Linked DNA regions of Xenopus tropicalis: region 1 is linked to region 2. Evidence: chromatin contacts called from public Hi-C data. All regions are on one chromosome and are shown on one strand. The core of a region is the stretch at or near the end of the contact, and the rest is flanking DNA. Distances in the headings are between cores, read along the strand shown. Region 1 holds the start of tle1 (transducin like enhancer of split 1). Region 2 holds the start of tle4 (transducin like enhancer of split 4).

Region 1 (2,700 bases), core at 153-2,652, 460 kb after region 2:
TGGAATAAACCAGTGTTAATGAATGGCACTAGCTTTTATACGTTAATGCTATAAACTTTAAGCAATATACTTAGTGCTTTTGAGTTTCTTTTCTCCAACCACAAGGGTTGAGTTTAAAGACAGCAGAGACAATGGTTCCCTTCCCCACTACACTGTCTAGGGGGCAGCAGACTGACATGGGGCGGTGATCTCCCCCACGTGGGGACACGGCCTACTCACAGGCCATCCGTGTAGATCAAACAAACGTACATAACATTTCATTTACACTAAAGATGAAACACTAAGTGGGGGGTGGGGGGCAAAAAAAAAAAACAAAGGATCCGAAAGCACCATCGAAATGAAACGAGGTACCACCACTGGCAGGAAGTAACTTGGTCCCTCCAGTTATGGGACTACATCTGGGGAGGATGCAGGGAGTTGTAGTGCAGCAACAAAAAGTGTTGAGGTGCTCTAGCAGCAGATCCAGCCCAGGACATGCAGGGCCCTTCAGCAGACACAAGGGGAGTGTGCGCAAGTACAAAGAGCAGGAGACAGAGCACAGGCACAGAACTCACCGGGTGCCTGCTTTGTGGAAACATGGCTCTCCCTGCCGCCGCCTTGCCCCTTGGAAGCTCAATTCTCGCCCGCTTGCTCGGAATCCCTGCCCAGGCGGATTGTTAGTGTCGGTGTGTCCTGCTGAATGGGGGAAGACAAGGAAGCGGGGGGTGGGGGGTAATGGGCCGCCCTACTACAGCAGCATCCTGCCGCCTCCTTTATTCTCCCGTCCTTTGTGTGAAGCTCCTTCCCAGCACCCCCGGTGAGCCCACTCGGCGCTGCCACACAGCAAACTTTCCCAGTCAACTTAGCAGGTTGGAGGGCTCCCCACCCCCTTCTGCACAGATCCCACAGCGAGGAGAATAAAAGCAGCCAGTGACCATGAGGTATAAATCCCCCGCAGCGCAAGTGCGCCTCCCGCAGGGCTCAGCAGCCCCAGGGCATTATGGTAAGGTGGTGATGGGAACAAAAGCCTCAGCACTCGGCGCTGCTTGGGAGCAGGATGTGGCCCCGGGAAACACCGGCAGGAACCAATAAATATCCAGATGGGGAAATCCTTTAGGAGACACGCACAATAAAAGCCCCCCTAGTTTGGTGCGCTTGTCAGCGGTTCCGGCTTCTGCTGTCTCCACACACAAGCGATGAACCCCCACACACAACAATCCCCAAAGTGATCCGCACAGCAAGCCCCGCACACTACAGTCCCGGAAAGTGCACGGGAAAGAGAAAGTGGCCCCTCCGTGTGGACGTGCAACGCCCGAGCAGTAGACGGCTATATCCTGCAGGCCGCGCCGAGCGGAAACTTGCAGCTGGCTAGGGCCGTTCGATGTCAGCTCACGGGACACAATGTCTCAGGCCGGCCTCGCCTCTCCACAACTGGTTACATTAACACGCGGTTTCACACTCCTCCAACTAACCAGAGCTCTGCCCCTCCCACACATTGAGAAGGCTATCCGCGCCGAAGCCAATCGCTTCTTCACAGTCCAACGTGGTATCCTGACGTCGCCTCAGTGTCCGAGCCAATAGAGACCTTCCCGTTGTCGTTCCTGCGGAAACCTTCCACCCGGGCTTCAGGGCGCCGCGGTGGACCAATCAGATTAATAGAGGGAGGGGCTGAATGGCAGGAAAAGTGGGAAGGGCGGCAGGATGGAGAAGTAGCTGTTCGGCTGTCAATCAAAGTAACGTGGGTTCTAGAGCGTCATGCAGCGTGTGTGTGTGTTTATAATGCTAAAATCTATGGGAGGATTTCTGTGGTAAGGCATGCTACGTGCTTCCATTTAGATGGGATGGGAGATGGCTGCGAGCTGCTTTCGTAATGTTCTTCGTGCCTCACCAAAGCAATTAAATATGTACTCGTCTTGGGAAGCAGCCACATGGGTGGCAAGCGCATAAAAAGTATTGGGGTCAGTGTATATATTGCCTTCTTTAGCTGCACTGGATGTCTCTAGAGTTATTCTTCTGTAGTGCTGCTAGGCTAATGTTGCCTCATTCGGTGTATGGGAACCTATATTTATTGCTTACTGTATTTAGTATTGATTCTTCTGTGGACTAAATAGTTCCACTAGGGGTCATTTACTGGCAGCACATTTGCACTTGGGCAATAACCCATAGCCAACAGTGATGATTAGCTATGTTCAGACAGCCGTAGGAACAATAATGGAAGCAAAAATTTGATTGGTTGCCAAGGGTTATTGCACCAGGGCAAATTTGCCCACCGTAAGTAAATGAGACCCATTGAGTTTAACCGATTCCTCAAACCTGGAAATGTAGCTAGTCACGTTGTATTTCATTTTTCACATGACATTGCTGGGTTGGGTAAAGTAAACATTTTAAAGGTTTGTTCACACTTCAGACTTTTTTTCCATTAAGGTGACCCTTGCCTCCATATATTATATACAGATGATAGGCAAGAGTCTGGCCCAGTCTGATTCGCTGGGTACACCATAGGTTCAGCTTAGAAAGTTCTCCGATACTTGAAATCAGACCTGATCTACTCGTGTGTGACCAAGGCTGGCTTATTGCAGCTAGATCTGCTTCATTGCTTAGGCCACCAATCAAGCACATCTTTACCTCGTTTGGTCACAGAAGTGGCAGGGCTTATCAGACTGATCTTGCTGTCAATTCCCAGGCTAATGATAGATCACATGGGTGGCCCATGTAGACGTA
Region 2 (2,700 bases), core at 117-2,616:
CCGTATCATATTCACACACACAAAGGTATATTATATTAACAGCTAATTAACCTATGTGGTTAATGAAAGGAAAGAGGAGCCCTAACTTACACCTGCTGTACCCTACAACCATAAAAGGTTCATAGGCATTTATATGTAATCGCAGATACAGGGTGCCTGAGCACCAGTGCATTAAAATGATAAGTATATTAGCACTTTATAAGCAGCACAGATACATCAAGCAAACAAAGAAAACATGATAAAACAACAACTTGCATTGCTTTCCATTTTTTTTGGGTCATTTAAATATGAATTAATTTGTTAGCATCCTTTATTACATCCCATGTGATAAGGAGCCGAGTGATGGGCTACGAATCGTATAAACACCCCCAAAAAAGCGCTGCCCAATGTACCATAGCCATACGGGGGAGCGCAATGAGGCGCAGAATTGCGTTTTGCATGTGGATGGAAGGCTCAGCCATCCGAAAGGCACATAGCGTCTGGAAATAGCATAGAACAGCTTTTCCCTCCACCCCCTCTTTTTCACAAGAAAATTATGCCAGCTCCACTGGTGCGTAAAATTGGTATGAGCCAAGGGAAGTGCTGTGTGCATCCACATCCCTCCCTTCACTTAGCAAAGCTGCACAAGGCTGCTCTTGTCTCTTTAAGGAGACATTGGCCCCTAATTAGCCAGCATTCCTTGATGTGGGTGATAGCTAACATAGGACAAGGGAGTAAAGGGAGGGAGGAGGCCGTGCGGTAATGTAAGAGAGTACAAGCTCTCCCTCCTCATGCCTCCATGCTTGTTTTCACCACAGATTGCCACACAGAGCAGCAGCGTCTCATCCACAAACTAGCAGCGAGCATCAGCCCCACGTTACTTTGATTGACAGCCGGACAAATGTTTCCCCTGTTCGAACGCTCGTTATGAGAAACTCCAACCCCAGTTCCCCATTACCACACCGCCCAAGGCGGAGTTCCAAGTGTCTCGCGTTCTGATTCGCTAATACCATGAGGGCAAAGAGGAGAAGAATGAATCGGATACGTTTTGACCCCACGTGGGGGAAAGCAAGTGACAGGGGCGTACTGCTCTATCGTCATTGGCTAGACTGACAATGATGGGCATCATTGGGAGAGTGGCGATTAACGTTCCTATGCTTTCTATTGGGTATCATGGACCCCGTCCGTGGCGTCCTTGGGCGGTACTAAGCGGCGCTAGGGTTCACGGGAATTGCTGTTTGTTTGCTCGTCTTTAAAGCGAACAGGAAACATTTCTGGACTACATCTCCCAGCAGGGCCAAGCGCTTTCGCCTCAATGTTGTGAATATGTATCAGAATGTTAATGATTTGCTGCTGCTAAATTTGGTCATAGAAGTCACCTACACAGATCGCGGTGTGGGAGCTGCTCGGAACGGCACTCTGGCTGCCTGGTTTATTTATTTATAATTTTGCTACCAAACCTTGGATTGTCTTTCTGGTTCCACAACCTACCCACCTCCTCTCCCCGCAACAAAAGTGCGCGGTTGTCGATCGGATGAGAGAGACGGAAGTGGGAAATCACCGGAGCTCGTCTGAAAGGAGAAAGCGAGTACGATAACCTGGTGGGGAAGAAGTAAGAGGTGTGCAAAGAGCAGCTAAAGAGGAAGCCCAGCGGGAGGGAACAGGGCCGGTCTGACTGACTGCATCTGCCCAGGAATAAGTTGGTGTCAGAGCGGGGCGCACCGTGGGAAGGGACTCGTCGGAAAGTTGCTGTGAGGAGGCTGCTGCTTTGTTTGTTTCACGGGAGCCTGGCTCTGGATCTCGGCTCTTTCGGGGCCCCTGGATTGGCCCCTGTTTCCTGGGGCAGGTCTCACCCCGTGGATCCCGGAGCGAGGGTGGAAAAGATTAAGGCGGCTTGCGGATAATGAGATTCCACGCGTGACAGCCGCTTCCTGTGGGATGTGTAAGGGTTCGGTCGGGGGAGCAGGTCTTGCCTGGGGCTGAGCTGCATTAGGCTTACTATTAACACAAGGAGTCCGGGGCTACAGCCTCAGTGAGCAGCACAATTAGCTGGATTCCAAGCCTCCACCCTCCCTTTGTGCTGGGGGCTCTTCCCACTCACCCCTCCCGTGGCCTCCTGCAATTAGTCCATGACCCTCAGTGCTCTGGGCCAGGAACCTCCCCAGCGGCTTGGATGATTCGAGACTTGAGCAAGATGTACCCCCAGACCAGGCACCCGGCGGTGAGTAGTTGGACAACACAGGATAGAAGCTGGGAGGGGAGGAGGAGGACACACACACACACACACTGTCATCTCCATTTCCTCCTCTTGACCTCCAGCTGTGGCCGAAGTGCAACTCCTTAAGAAAGGCTTTTGGGTGATGCTGGGAGTTGTAGTCTGGCTACAGTGGAGTGCTGCAGGTTGGCCATCTTCTAAACCCTTTAGTTGTGGTACTTCAAGGGTTGACAGCCCTGAATTTGTTTGTTTTGATTCTAAAAAAAAGAGCATGTTTAACCGCCTGCTCCCCCCCCCCCCCCCCCCCCCAATCCTGTCTCGGAATTAATGAATCCCTTCCCTCTTTTACACTTCCACGTAGGATACTCTTGTATTTAGCTCTCGCCAGTAGAAAAACATGTCAGCATGCAGGGGTGCTTGGGGTGTTTAGTTAACTGCTGGGGAGCCACACGGATTGCTACTCCAGTTCTGTACTCTGTCGTCCCCCCCTTTTTGTGACTTTCTAG

Evidence for each region. Hi-C and Micro-C count contacts between places; a contact is called where the count stands out from the background.
Region 1: a Hi-C map of neurula embryo shows a contact between it and region 2, with 6 times the contacts expected there. The contact joins the promoter of tle1 here to the promoter of tle4 in region 2. A contact is called at or near these places in 2 of 5 Hi-C or Micro-C datasets (brain and neurula embryo).

The regions. Positions count from the first base shown.
Region 1 is chr1:133,480,216-133,482,915 of UCB_Xtro_10.0, forward strand. It overlaps tle1 (transducin like enhancer of split 1), which reads right to left and starts at 1,403. Exons shown (of 20, transcript NM_001170503.1): 1 at 555-1,403. The coding sequence starts at 578.
Region 2 is chr1:133,016,228-133,018,927 of UCB_Xtro_10.0, forward strand. It overlaps tle4 (transducin like enhancer of split 4), which reads left to right and starts at 1,367. Exons shown (of 20, transcript NM_001170501.1): 1 at 1,367-2,200. The coding sequence starts at 2,153. LOC105948580 (a long non-coding RNA gene) reads right to left here and starts at 1,116. Exons shown (of 3, transcript XR_001923945.2): 1 at 1-1,116.